Linked DNA regions of Mus musculus: all the other regions are linked to region 1. Evidence: chromatin contacts called from public promoter capture Hi-C data. All regions are on one chromosome and are shown on one strand. The core of a region is the stretch at or near the end of the contact, and the rest is flanking DNA. Distances in the headings are between cores, read along the strand shown. Region 1 holds the start of Cks1b (CDC28 protein kinase 1b). Region 2 holds the start of Iqgap3 (IQ motif containing GTPase activating protein 3). Region 3 holds the start of Snapin (SNAP-associated protein). Region 4 holds the start of Ints3 (integrator complex subunit 3).

Region 1 (3,547 bases), core at 315-2,814:
CAAACAACCACAACCACAACGAAACAACAACAAACAAAAACAAGAAAGAAAGCAAAACCAAAATAAAAACACCATGGGTTTTCACCACTTTCATAAGAGTTATTAAAACCACAAATGAGCAATTTGATGTGTGACTCCTGGGTATGAGATACTGACGATATTTGTTTCTCCTTTGATCACAGGCCTCACAGGCCTCTAGCTGGTTACCTACTCTAGGACTGTGTGGAAAGGCCTTTTACGGAACAGGTATGAAGACAAACATGCAAATGTTCATACTTCTAAGGGATGTGCTATGATACTTGGAAAATCCCAAGCTTTCCCAAACATAAGTTTATGGCAAAAAATTACCTGACTTGACTCAGGCTACCCCAAGTAGATTTACTTTATCATGCTCAGTGAAGATGTACTAAATGCTTCTTCCTTTGTGATAATAACAAGAGCCCCACCCCATTGTTGTCCAAATGTCAGAAAAGAGCTTCCATTCTAACTGTGACTTCGATACACAGAACCAAAAAAAAAAAAAAAAAAAGAAAAAAAAGAAAAAAAAGAAAAAAAAAAAAGAAACCCAAACAAACCCCTCCTTTAAACAAAAATGCCAAGGCTAAGCTGGAGTTACAGCTTCCCAGAGATGAAGCCACTCATTTCTCCAGCCATGCAAATGCTGTAAGTGTAACATTGTTACAGACGTGGAAAACAGCTGAGTACTTTACACTTGAGACAAGGTTCCATCTGTAGTGTGATCTGGGCTGGACCCTATGACAATCCTGCAGCCTCAGCTTCCAGAATGCTGAGATTAAAGATGTGAGCTACCGTACCAGCTTATCTTGCACCTTAACAGAAAACACTTGAAACCTCTATGCGCGCCATGAATGATCAAGTATTTGAAAGGTATCTACCCACGGCCACAGTCTTCATGCCACTCCAAGTCCTGTAAAAGCCTATCTAAAACAAGGCTGACAACTACTCATCTTTTTTATAAACTAAAAACCACCAACACTGAGGCTCTCTTAGAACCGTCCTTTCATCAAGAGCATGAAACTTTCAGTTCTGCACGGGCTACCTTCTTTCTCCCAGCAGACTTTGAGATTTCAGTAACGCGAGCAGTTCCTATTAGGGAAATCGCCACAACAAAGTTGCTTTAGTGATGTGAATTCCCAGAGGTAAAACTGATCAGAGCTACAAGACGCTTCAATTTAACAGCCGGCCAACTCTAAGTTCCCTTTCATTGTTTTACATCCTCCGTCCACCTTTTGCGCATGTGCTTTGCTGCTGTACCCAATCCCACCCCCACCCCACTCCCCGGTAATTCCTTGCGCACGCGCCCGTTCTACACTGTCCCCCGCCCCCATCCCCCGCCTCCCACTCCGGCCTAGGTAACTAACTCCTCGCGTGCTCTCTTTTGTCTGTAGTCCCCGCGCCGGCACTAACCGGTATTCGAACTCCTCGTCGTCGTATTTGTCCGAATAGTAGATTTGTTTGTGGGACATGATTGCTCTGTCCGAGGGCGCTCAGCCCCGCGCCGCAGGCCTCCAGACAACTCCCAGCAGCACGCGCTCCCACCCTCTTTGGCCTCGCTTTCAAACACACCGCCCGCACTTCCTATTGGTCTCTGCGGCCGAAGGCGGGACAGCTCCATTTTGAAGTCCTCGATTGGCTTGCTTTGGCGTCTCTTCAAGTCGTAAATGGAGTGCTGTGCTCAGGTTTCTGAAGAATGAGCTGGGTCAAACTAGGATTCTCATTGGCTCTCACTGCGCCCCTTGAGCCTGCTGGCGCAGCCATTGGCCAACTTTGGAAAGCAGACGGGTAAAGGAGGGACAGCGAGGTAGGGGGTCAGGGGTTAGTGAGGCCGGAAGTGAGTGTAATAAAGTTTGTCTGGGGAGGCCCAGGCTGGGGTGAAAGTTGGGGCGGTGACTTAAGCAGACAGTTGCGTGATCCGGAACCAGATCGGCCCGCGGTGCGGTGCGGAGACTCCATGAGACCCTGGTAAGTCTAGACTTTCTTTCTGTGGCGACCAACTCCTCTTCCACCCCGGAACCCCTCTCCCAGGACCCTACTTCCGGTCTTGCTGTATAAGTCCCGCCCCCGAGACCCCTCTCCGGAAGTCCCACCTTCCTACTTCAAGGGGCTCCCTGAACCCCGACTTGTCTCTTATGATCGCGACCACACCCTGTGGTCTTACTTTCCTGGGAATCGCACCCCCAGACGTGTTTCCCAGCACCATATGATTAGTCTTCCTTGTTCTCTCTCTGAGTCTGCCTCTTCAGGATTCTCGGTTGAACCCAGTCTATCCATTGCCTGGCTTCCAAAAGAGGGAAAACCGTGCTTTTGAAAGACCGATGTGACTTTGTAGAAGTGACGCCTCTTTGGGACCCCGCCCCTTTGGGACCCGCCCCTTCCACTGTCCACGTCCGATCCTGGGAATGTGCCGTACTCCCTGTTTAGGGACCTTGTCCCCTCAGGATTCTCCTTCCTCTTGGGCTTGGGTCAGTGCCGCAAAACCCAGGTCTTAAATGCCTGACGTTTCATCCGCTTCTATATCCCTCTCCTTGTTTTAAGCTTTGGGCTTAATTCTCCTGAGCTCTGGTGCTCCATAAGGTGGGGGGTTGAAATTTGTGGTTGTAAGGAGTGAGCTTATTAGCAGCGTCGCCCCTCTCCCCTCTTCGCCCACCCCCGTAACCTTCGAGAGTGAATTAAGTCGAAGGGACTGAATTTCGTTTACAGCTGGAGAGTGGATGAAGGAAAGGAGACTCTTGACTCCTTTGAGACCCCATCCCAAAGACAGCCATAGATGGCACCTTCCCATGCCTGGATTGGACTAAGCATTGGTTTGTGTGAGCCTAACGGGAGTCAAAGTTTTCCTGCTGTCAAAAGAAAAACTGTTTTGGAGACAGGAGTAGAGGTTCTCGTCCTTTCCGCTGTTTTTACAAGACCCCTCCCCCTATCCAGATATTCTAGTTTGGCATTCATCCTGGCCCCACTTGCCTAACCTTCCCTGCTGGAAACATTCCTGAGGCTTTCGCCATTTCCTGCTATTTCCTGCCCCTCCAGCTTCCTCCCTGCTGTGCCGAGGTGTTTAACGCGGCTTTTCTCCTGCCCTTACTACCTAGCCTTGGGTGCAGGAGGCAATCTCTAAGCAAACTTAAAGGCTCGTGTTGACTTTTTCTTCCAAATGCGGGCACCTCTTGCTCATCCCTGGCCTTCCGATATGAAAGCTCCCAGGAAGAGCCATCTCTCAAGATGACACCATGGTGTGTTTGTGTGATTGGGAGTGTAAGAGCTGAGGTCTTAGCAAACAGAATGACAGAATTTCTTTTCAGGAAGAGATGTGGTATTCAGTAACAGCTTTCCTGGGATGGGGACTAAGCACAGGGGAGAGAATGAAGGGTGGTATTTAAACTGCTTTAAGTGCTGCTGAAGAGGTCTGAAGGTAGACACTTTGAGCAACCTCCGCAGCCACAGCAGCGGTTAGGCAAGTGGAGGCAAACCCCGGTGATTGGTTCTCTGTAAGTTCCAGGCCATCCTGGTCAGCCTGGTCTACAAAGCAAGT
Region 2 (3,547 bases), core at 585-3,084, 1.3 Mb before region 1:
ACATCTAATGGACTTAACAGACATCTACAGAACATTCCACTCAGCCAGGCATGGAAACTTTTCTAAAGTAGACCATATCTGGGACACAAAACAGGTCTTTATATATTCAGGAAGATGGAAATAACTCCTTATATCCTATCAGAACACAATGCAATAAAACTTGAAATTGACACCAAAAATTTCTAGTCAATATGCAAACTCATGGAGATTTAACAACTCATCACTGGAGTTAATGAAGAAATCAATCAATCAATCAATCTCCCTGTAACTAAACCAAGGACACCTCTGGCACACATGGAAAGCAGCCCTACAGGGGGAATCTATAAGATGCCTGTATTAAAGGATCAGAAAGAATGGCTCCAGAAGTTAGAGAGACAAGAGGAGCTAAATAAAGAATCCAAGGCCAGATGGATTCACAGACGAATTCTACCAGACACTCAAAGAGGATCTATAGCCAGTCCTTCACTATTACAAAAAAGAAAAAAGAAAAAAAAAGAGCTTGCCTGTGAGAGATTATCTTGGCCATGTTAATTGATTAGGTAGACCCTTTTTAATTGTGGGTGGGGCCATTCCCTGGACAGGGGACCCTGGAGTATACAAAATGGAGAAAAGGAGCAATTTCATATATGTGTATAAAGTGTTGTCATATTTATTCCTCATATTGTGTCATTTGAAATATTTCTGTATAGAAGGAATATTATCTCTATAAATAATCTTCACATTGACTTTGTTAGTTGTGTAGGAAGTCTTTTGTTTGTTGTTTGTTTTTCAAGACCCTGTTTCTCTGTGTAGCCCTGACTGTCCTGAAACTTGCTCTGTGGACCAGAGTTGGCCTCAAACTCACAGAGATCTTCCTGCCTCTGCCTCCCCTAGTATTAAAAGAATGTGCCACTCCAGGAGAAGTTTTTTTTTTTTTTCTTTTAAAGATTTATTTATTTATTTATTTATTTATTATATGTAAGTACATTGTAGCTGCCTTCAGACACACCAGAAGAGGGCATCAGATCTCATTATGGATGGTTGTGAGCCACCATGTGGTTGGTGGCTCAGAAGAGCAGTCAGTGCTCTTAACTGCTGAGCCATCTCTCTTTTTTTTTAAAATGACTTATTTAGTTACTTTTATTTTATGTGCATTGGTGTTTTGCCTGCATGTATGTTTGTGTGAGGATGTCGGACCCCCTGAGGCTGTAGTTGGGACAGTTGTAAGCTATTATATGGATGCGGGGAATTGAACCCGAATTCTCTGGAAAAGCAGCCCGTGGTCTTAACCGCTGATCCATCTCTCCAGCCCCAACCCTTAGCTGGCGATTTCAACCAGACTCCATGGTGGCGGGACCTCCTTTCCCTTCCCACACCCTTTTAATTAATCTGTTTTTCTGTCCTGCTCAAGATCAGCTGAAGCCTTCACTAGGAAGGTCTCTGCCTCCACTGCAGTGGATCTTTCCCTCTGTGCGGCATAGACCTCCAAGCTTTTGACTGTGCTATCTGTTGTTGCTGTAACAGCACTAGTCTAGAACATGTATATCCCTGCATTTGTCATCTAGTTCAGAGTAAAACACCAAATAGCACACAGGGAGGCCCAGGAATTCTATAGGAAGTAGGACAGGTTAGTGAAAGGAAGGGCAGCTGCAAGGACTATTTGTTAAAAAGCCAGATGAGCAGCGGGGCCTTAGAGAAAGCAAATCAAGAAACTGACCTAAGCTAGCTCACGATCTCTAAGAGGAACTACAAAACCCAGGGTTCCCTGCGGCACGAACGGGAAGCGTCCCATCCCGGCGTGACCGCAGTGAGGGGTGGTGTCCCAGCGGCGGGAGATTCAAAACTGGCAGGAGAAGGAACATGGAGCCGTGCGCGGCAGGCCGAGCTCGGACAGCCTGTGAGTGCGGGAAGGATCTGAGGGTGGAGCGGGGTGCTGCTGGCGGGGCTTGGTTTTCGCGGGATTGGCTGCCCGGAGCACTGCTCCCCCGGGAATTCGCCGAAGTGTGCTCCAGGTAACTGAGCTGCAAACCCTTCAAAGGGCGCACTCCCTTTTTCCCAGTTTCTGGGGCTCCAGGGTGGAGGAGTCTAGATGATCTAAATGGCCCCTTAAAACTCAGCAGTTACTGTATTTGCCAAAAAGTGCCACGGGACGGGATTCCGCATTGAGACGCTGCCTCCCAAATGACTTGACGCCTGATCACCTGGACGCTTTTTTAAAATGCAGAACCCGGAGGGCCGGTTTGGCAGCGCACTCCAGTAATTCCAACAGTTGCAAAGTGGAGGCCGAAGGTCAAAAGTTCATGGTCATTGTTAGCTACATAGTATAGAGAGGACAGCCTGGGCTACCTGAAACATGGTAACTCGGGCTGAGAAAAACTCGGGTTGGTGGGGAGGGTGGAAAGGATTCCACCTGACCATCTGAATGAAAAACAATGTCCATCCACCTCATGAAGGAACGGAAGCTCCAGGAAACCTGTTTGTTTGTTTGTTTGTTTGTTTTTGAGACACTCTGGTATGTGGGCGTGTGTGCAGGCAGGAGGCTAGCGCCTCCCTTGCTCAAGGCCCCTCCCATTCCACCTCGCTGAGTTCCCAATTCATAACTCTGAGGTGATGTCACTCACTTACTGGTTTATTTTCCATGCTTCAACAACCAACTCTTGTTCCTTTGTAAACTCCCTCAGAGCAATCAGGGGATTTTTCTGCTGTTGGCCAGCACTTTCAAATCTGTATTTGGAAGCGTGTGTCTGTTGAACTGCCAATTCAAATAAGCCCAGCCCTTCCTGAAGTCATACTGCAGGATATCCAAGATGAGGAAATGGGATAAGGAATAAAAATGACTGGAGTGCCCAGTCAAAGACAGAGAGACCATGCTGTCTCTTGCGTATTCTCTGAGCTCGGTTGTTCGTTGCTCCTGTGCGCAGCTGTCCCGTGTTTATGTTTATAGTGTGTTCCCCATGAAAAACATAGAGAGGTAGTAAGACTGTGGCTAAGGCAAAATAGGAGTACTCCGTAGCCCAGAAAGGTCTGGCATGAATGAATGACTGCGCTAATGGTTGATGATGTCAGCCATGCTCCCAAGGATGACAGTGAAGGGGGTTCATGAGAAAGATGGGAAGATGACTGGCTGCATAGGAGACAAGGAAATGTCTCTGGTACAGAAGGCTGCAGGATGCTCCCTGATAATGGGTACACTGGGAAGAACTGGGGCACGGAGAGGGTTTCTGTGCTCTGAGGGGACTGCTGAGGGAATATGTTCAGAGCTGAGGTCCCTGTCTTGGTTTTTGGTTTTTTTATGATCCATTTTTATTTATTTTTTATTTTTTGGTTTTTCGAGACAGGGTTTCTCTGTGTAGTCCTGGAACTCACTCTGTAGACCAGGCTGGCCTCAAATTCTTGTCTCTGAAGATTTTTTTTTCTTTCTTTTTTTGTTGAGACAGGGTTTCACTGTATAGCCCTGGCTGTCCTGGAACTCACTCTGTAGACCAGGCTGGCCTTGAACTCAGAAATCCGCCTGCCTCTGCCTCCCGAGTGCTGGGATTATGGACATGCACCACCACTGCCCAAGATC
Region 3 (3,547 bases), core at 317-2,816, 1.1 Mb after region 1:
GCCGTTGGAGAATTGTACTTGTATACTCAGGTCACGGGCCCGTGCTTATTTGCTTGGAGAACCAGGAGGGTAAACTCCTGAATCCAGCATAGCTCTCCTGCGAGCTGTTTCCTTGGCCACGCTGTGGTTTAACCGCCTTAGTCGTTCCTGTAAGACAGGAAGATGGGGAATCTAATGACTGCTGTAAAAGGTTTTAACTGAGTCCCCTCTGCCCCTGTCCCCAGACTGTTTTTTCTCTGTGTAGCCCTGGAACTTGCTCTGTAGACCAGGATGGCCTCAAACTCAGAAATTTGCCTGCTTATATGTCCAGCTGGCTTTGGCTCTTTTCAAGCCAGCCCTTTACGTTAAAATGGACTTGTAAATGACAGCCACTAGAAGTTAAGAATTAGAAGTTAAGAATTGGCACTTGTCTAGTTTGAGGCCTAGTAATGGGGTGAGGGGAATATGGGCCTTTATTATCAGATTAGTTAACACCACTCTTTTCCCCCATAGTTGCTTCACAGTGTTGAAGACATAAAGCAGGATAAACAAGAAGAAATTTTTTTGAAAGAGGGTCATGCTATGTAGCCCTAGCTGATTTGATAGTCCAGGCTCTGCTCAAAGTTCAAGCCATCCTTCTTGCCTTAGCCTACCAAATGCTGAAACTACAGCATGTACCACCATGCACTGCTGGGATTATTATTATTATTACTATTTTATTATTTTACCTGTGCATTCTGTAAAATATTGTTGACCAAGACAACTCGTCGCCTGGCATTAAGCAGCTTCTTAACATAGGGGTCCAGATCCAGGGCCACTTTCTGATCCTCATTGATCCGGCACAGTTCTGGGAAGAGGAAATGGGCAACCAACATCTAATGGCTCATTTTTTGTTCTTAGGGAATGGAAGAGAGGAATGGGATGAAAAATACTCTTGCAGTCTTGTGTGGGCCACAGACACCTTCCCTTCTTCCATTCTGTCCTAAAATATCCCCAGAAATTGGAGTCCTTGGGTAGTTCTGATATTGAGAAGCAAGTGACAGAAACTTAGCCTAAAACCTGGGGAAACAAAGTTCCCGAAAGTGAGATCAGGGATTCTAGGTATCCTGGCTGCTCACTCACCTGTAGCTAGGTTGTCAATTTGTTCCCGGAGCTCTACTTGGCTTTCTCTGCAAAGTGGTACAAAAGTCTACAACGGTCAGTGACTGGGACGCGGGAAACGAATTCTACTTATTCCCCAAATACTGAGACAAGCCAACCTCAACTTCAAGGCCTCACCCAGGCCCTTCCGCCTATTTACCCAGTCTCAACATCAGTGTCTCAAGAATGTATCTAGTATTTCTTCGGGGCCCCGCCCCTACAAAGCCAGTTCCCTAGGCCCCGCCCCCAGCAACCCGGTCCTGCACCTGACCGCGTGCACGTGAGAGTCGAGCTGCTGCACCGCGGGTCGCAGGAACTCCAGGAGCCCCTCGGCAAAGAGGTCGCGGCCTGTGGGCCCCGCCACTGGGGTCCCGGCCCCTGACACAGCAGCGGAACCAGCCGCGGCCATCGCGAACTGCCCTGACGCCCTCAGCCTGCCGCGAGGGTCGCCGGGAACTCCAGACCGCCGCTGTGCACCGCGAGAGGGCGCTTAGATATACAGCCCAGACGGCAGTGGGATAGCTGGGAAATGGAGTCCTCAGTGAGCCCCGGCAAGCGGGCCGGGACCAGAGCCTCTTCTTCCATGGGCCTGTAGGGGGCGGATCTAGACTTCTGGAGATAGATTGCCCTGTAACTATGTAAACCAGGCTGATCTTTTCTTTCTTTCTTTCTTTCTTTCTTTCTTTCTTTCTTTCTTTCTTTCTTTCTTTCTTTCTTTCTTTCTTTCTTTCTTTCTTTCTTTCTTTTCTTTCTTCCTTCCTTCCTTCCTTCCTTCCTTTCTTTCTTTCCTTTCTCTCTCTCTTTCCTCCTCCTCCTCCTCTTCTACTTCTTCTTCCTCTTCTTCCTCTTCCTTCTTTCCTTTTTAAAAAAGATTTATCATATGTAAGTACATTGTAGCTGTCTTCAGACTCGCCAGAAGAGGGCATCAGATCTCATTACAGCTGGTTGTGAGCCACCATGTGGTTGTTGGGATTTGAAGGTTGCTGTGTTTTGAACTCAGGAGCAGTTAGTACTCCTAACCGCTGAGCCATCTAAGTGCTATTGTCCATAGCCTTCTCCATGGGAATTGATGAGAAAGCCATGTAATATTCATGTTAAGGGTTCTTTCTTTTCTCTCTCTTCCTCTCTCCCACTCCCTCTTTTTTTTTTTTTTTTTTTTTTTTTGCCCTCTCCCCATCTATCTCCCTCTCCCTCTTTCTTGCAGACAGGATTTCTTTGTGTGGCCCTGGCTGTCCTGGAACTCACTCTGGCTGCCCTTGAACTCCAGTGCTGGGATTAAAGGTGTATCCCACCACTGCCCTCGAGTTTTATTTCTAAAGATTTGCTATTTTTGTTAGAGAAAGTCCTGCCGTGTTACCAAGGCTAGCCTTGAGCTCACAAGCTCTGTTTTTTTTTTTCCATTTTTTATTAGGTATTTAGCTCATTTACATTTCCAATGCTATACCAAAAGTCCCCCATAGCCACCCACCCCCACTCCCCTACCCACCCACTCCCCCTTTTTGGCCCTGGCGTTCCCCTGTACTGGGGCATATAAAGTTTGTTTGTCCAATGGGCCTCTCTTTCCAGTGATGGCCGACTAGGCCATCTTTTGATACATATGCAGCTAGAGTCAAGAGCTCCGGGGTACTGGTTAGTTCATAATGTTGTTCCACCTATAGGGTTGCAGATCCCTTTAGCTCCTTGGCTACTTTCTCTAGCTCCTCCATTGGGAGCCCTGTGATCTATCCATTAGCTGACTGTGAGCATCCACTTCTGTGTTTGCTAGGCCCCGGCATAGTCTCACAAGAGACAGCTACATCTGGGTCCTTTCGATAAAATCTTGCTAGTGTATGCAATGGTGTCAGCGTTTGGATGCTGATTATGGGGTGGATCCCTGGATATGGCAGTCTCTACATGGTCCAACCTTTCATCTCAGCTCCAAACTTTGTCTCTGTAACTCCTTCCATGGGTGTTTTGTTCCCAATTCTAAGGAGGGGCATAGTGTACAAGCTCTGTTTTAAGTCTTTCAAGTGCTGGAGTTACAGGTCTGTGCCACCATGACAGGATTTAAAGTTAAGGGTTTTTTGTTTTGCTGAAATTTTTGAGGGGGGCTTGAAACCAGGGCCTTGTGATTGCTAGACAAATGTTCTGCTGAGCTATAGTCCTACTGTACCTTCCCTCTACCCCCACCTCACTTTTTGAGATAAGGTTTCACTAAATTGCCAGATTGGACTTGAATTTGCTTTGTAGTACACACAGGCCTTGACTATGTATGTGATCCTCCTGCCTCAGGTTCAGGCTTATACCAGCTTTAGCTTCTAAAGTTGTTTTTGATTTGTTTTTCAGTTTTATTTTGTGTGTGTTCATGTGTGTGTGGAAACCTTTGCCATGGCATATGGGTAGAGGTCAGAGAACAATTTGTGAGAGGTCAATTCTCTCCTTCCATCAT
Region 4 (3,547 bases), core at 518-3,017, 1.0 Mb after region 1:
CAAACAGTTCAACAATCATGCCTCCGTCTGTCCTACATCCTAAGTACGTCTTCCTGTGTGTAAGTTGTGGAAGTGGCTACACAGATCATCTCTAGTTAGTCAAGCACAGGGTGAGACCAAGCAAAGAAAAGGAAGGGACAAGCCTCCTCACTCATGTTCTGTGTCTGCCTGTCGTTGTTTTGTTTTGTTTTGTTTTGTTTTGTTTTCTGAGGCTGGGTTTCTCTCTGTAGCCCTGGCTGTCCTGGAGCTCTCTTTGTAGACCAGGCTGGCCTCAAACTCACAGAGATCCACTTGCCTCTGCCTCCCGTACCTCTCCTTCGTGTGTGTATGTACTCTCTGGTACTAAGGAAAGCAGTCCCCTATATACTGGCTCACCCCACTGCTATGACTGATATTACCAAACTAGATACTACTTACTTGTAAGTCTTCACTCACTCTATAAATGCTCGGTTAAAATCACTGACAAGTGTCTGTATCCACACACAGTCAATGATACCATCTAAGAAGAGGGGCCAAGTCTGTAGGAAGTTGCCAATCCTCAGACACCTGCCTGTAAACACATATATACTTTTCAACTTAACACTCTCAAATAGGGTGGATATTTTAGATAGCTATTGGTGTGTATGTGGGAAGAAATGAAAATAACTTTGGTCAGTACTGATGCTACATCCCTTCTGTAACCAACACCCCTCACACCCATTTTCTTAATAGCGGCAGCTGTTACTAGGGCAACCTGTCCAGGAAATTGACCCACACTTCTTCCTCCAGAAGCAGGAAGCAAGAGCAATGTTTCTGCCTTACAAAAAAAAAATAATAATAATAATAAATAAATAAAATAAACTTGAAGGCCTTTTCTCCCCACCCCCACCCCATATGCGATCCAGCATCCCTCCTCAACCCAATTCCTTACTCCCTTCCCCACCCCCCACACCTACCTCCTCTAACTCATCCTTGGCATCCAAACTGGTTGAAAGTAGCAGCCTCCCCCCTCCTGGGGCTCCTGCTCCCGCTCCTCCTCCTCCACCTCCCGCTGCTCCTGATGCAGCAGCTGCTACGGTCCCCTTTCCCTTCTGTAACTCCATGGCTGCAGCCAAGAGACCAGAAGAGGTCAAGGGAGTAGACGGGTGTTAAGTCCTAGAAATGGAGAACTCTGGCTTGCCAAGGACGAGGAGCAAGAGGAACAAGTGGGAGGGAGGCCGACAGGCCTGGCTTTCCGCACTCTTGCCTCCTCTCCTGCGGAGGGGGAAGGCGCGGGTTCTCTAGATGCTCCCTCAGGAGTGGCCGGGCTGGGGCAAAGCTTTTGCGCAGAAGTATGGTAGACTAAGGGTCTTGTGTCCTGCAGGGAGATAGGCAAGGCTGCCACCCTTGCAGAAGTGGAGGGGGAAACCCTCTGGCTTCTTATCCTGAAAGGAGGGGAAACCCTAAGTTTCTGCCTCTCGAGGCGTGGGAAGGAGTCCTGGCCCTGAATTGGGAGTGGGAAACCTTCCCGGCGGGATTGGGAAACGCGGTTCCTTGGAATCCGGCCCCTAGCGGGTGAGGATGCAGCAGGAGCGCTATGGGAGGACCAGCTTCTCCCCACACCACACAGAGGCGGCCATGGTGGAAGGGCGGGGGAGGCTGAGAGTGCCCGAGCGGGCAGAGTCGTCGCCGGCGCCGGAAGTGAGCAGTCGCGGTCCCGGGCGTCCGCCAATAGCGGCTTCCGCGGTGGCGCCAGGTCTCTAAGGAGTAAGCCGACGACGGCGGACTGGCCTTTTCCCGGGCTGCCAATTGTAGGGAGAAGAATTGAGTCTGGTCTGACGGGCAACAAGTGTGCCCAATCGCATCCTTCCTCTGCATCTGGAGGCGGGACGGGAGGTACGGAGTGGGTGCTACTGCTGGGCGATCCGGAAAAAGCCGGGCTGCGCCTGCGCGCGCCAACACGCATGCGCGACGTTTCCCTCTTGCTCCACTCCCTACAGGTGTTCGGAACGTTGTCCTTGGGTAGTAGGCTGGGAGGATGGAAACCTAGCCCATAAGTGTCTATTCAGGAAAAGGAGCTGCCGAGTCCCAACCCCTACGCAGTCGCGTAGCAAACGCCCTCAGGGTCTGAAGCTACTTCCTGAACTAAAAATGCTACACGCGGCCGATTGTATGAGCTCTTGGGTGTGCAATTATTAGTAACAATTTGAAAACAAAAAAAGTGCATTGATTCTCTAGTGCAAACCAAATAGTTAGAATCGTACCAGCACTCGCTTTAACACAGTTTACTAAGTGATGGGACCTCGTCTTTTGAGACTCTGGGACTGACAAATGTCACTGAAGCCTATTGTATTTACACACACACAATCCATTGAGAGTTGTGGTTTGTTGTGATCATAGTAGGGCTTGATTGTATGAGAGTTCTTTTACCGTGCGTCTCTCAACAGAACTTTTCATTTTTAGGCGTATGAGCCTATTGCTGTCCACAGCTCTAAGGTGGGTGTGGTAATATATGCCTGCCATCCTAATACGTGGGAAGCTGGCCCATCAAATTCATGTTCCCCTTCCGTCCCCCATTTGTAGATATAGGCCTATTTTCCTGCACTATCCATTTTCAAGGCCAGTGGGCAGGTAAATTGTTAACAATGTCCTTGGAAGAATTCCAAGTTCCATAGCTACTGTTTTGGGAGTGAAGCACTCTTGAACCCAAGCTGGCCTCACTTTTGTGGCATTCTTTCTGCCTCCCAGGGACTTCTGTATCCTAATTACAAATAAAATAAGACCCGGACTGGCCGATCTCCAAATACACTTCTGGCATTCTACAATCCTCCTGAGTAAGCTTTGAATAACTTCTAGGTAAAGGACTGATTCAGCCTCGGAACTACAAACAAGTCATTACAATAGCTTAATATAACCGGGACACATGTATTGGATGGAAAGAAGAAAAAGAAAGGGCCGGGCGTGGTGGTGCACGCCTTTAATCCCAGCACTCGGGAGGCAGAGGCAGGTGGATTTCTCAGTTCGAGGCCAGCCTGGTCTACAAAGTGAGTTCCAGGACAGCCAGGGCTACACAGAGAAACCCTGTCTCAAAAAAACAAAAAAAAAAAAAAAAAAAGAAAAAAGAAAAGAAGGAAGGAAAAAAGATGTATAATACTGAATATTCTTTCCATTTTTTTTTTTTTTTTGAAGTGTACTGGGTTTGTTTGTGGTACTGATGATTGAACTCAGGAATTCAAAATAGGTAAATGCCCTGCCAGGGAACTTCCATGTGCTTTTTTTAATTTTAAAAATTCATTTATTGTTTTTTGAGACACTTGTTCCTATGTAGGTAAGGATGACTTTCCTGATCCTCTCAAGAGTTAGGACTGCATGTGTGCACCACCACAATTGTGCTTTATAGCATCTTTAAATAAGCACTGTATAGTGTAGTGGGGGCTGGCGCTGGGGTGCTTGCCTTCCATCTGCAAAGCTGCATTCACTCAGGAAGTGGTGGCGCACGCCTTTAATCCCAGCACTTGGGAGGCAGAGGCAGGCAGATTTCTGAGTTCGAGGTCAGCCTGGTCCACAGAGTGAGTTCCAGGACAGCCAG

What was found. Promoter capture Hi-C pulls out the DNA fragments that hold promoters and counts their contacts.
Region 2: a promoter capture Hi-C map of liver shows a contact between it and region 1, with 2.0 times the contacts expected there. The contact joins the promoter of Iqgap3 here to the promoter of Cks1b in region 1. A contact is called at or near these places in 1 of 39 promoter capture datasets (liver), 1 of 484 Hi-C or Micro-C datasets (B cells) and 1 of 115 datasets of contacts at active chromatin or transcription factors (microglia).
Region 3: a contact with region 1 is called in a promoter capture Hi-C map of pre-B cells, with 3 times the contacts expected there. The contact joins the promoter of Snapin here to the promoter of Cks1b in region 1. A contact is called at or near these places in 3 of 39 promoter capture datasets (erythroid cells, neutrophils and pre-B cells).
Region 4: a promoter capture Hi-C map of second pharyngeal arch cranial neural crest shows a contact between it and region 1. The contact joins the promoter of Ints3 here to the promoter of Cks1b in region 1. A contact is called at or near these places in 4 of 39 promoter capture datasets (cranial neural crest, liver and second pharyngeal arch cranial neural crest).

What each region holds. Positions count from the first base shown.
Region 1 is chr3:89,416,727-89,420,273 of GRCm38.p6, forward strand. It overlaps Cks1b (CDC28 protein kinase 1b), which reads right to left and starts at 1,565. Exons shown (of 3, transcript NM_016904.1): 1 at 1,429-1,565. The coding sequence starts at 1,487. It also overlaps a transcript of Shc1 not described here.
Region 2 is chr3:88,080,217-88,083,763 of GRCm38.p6, forward strand. Iqgap3 (IQ motif containing GTPase activating protein 3) reads left to right here and starts at 1,835. Exons shown (of 38, transcript NM_001033484.1): 1 at 1,835-1,876. The coding sequence starts at 1,840.
Region 3 is chr3:90,489,447-90,492,993 of GRCm38.p6, forward strand. Snapin (SNAP-associated protein) reads right to left here and starts at 1,567. Exons shown (of 4, transcript NM_133854.3): 1 at 1,386-1,567; 2 at 1,102-1,148; 3 at 708-826; 4 at 1-147. The coding sequence starts at 1,528. The coding sequence ends at 46.
Region 4 is chr3:90,431,869-90,435,415 of GRCm38.p6, forward strand. Ints3 (integrator complex subunit 3) reads right to left here and starts at 1,768. Exons shown (of 30, transcript NM_145540.3): 1 at 936-1,768. The coding sequence starts at 1,082.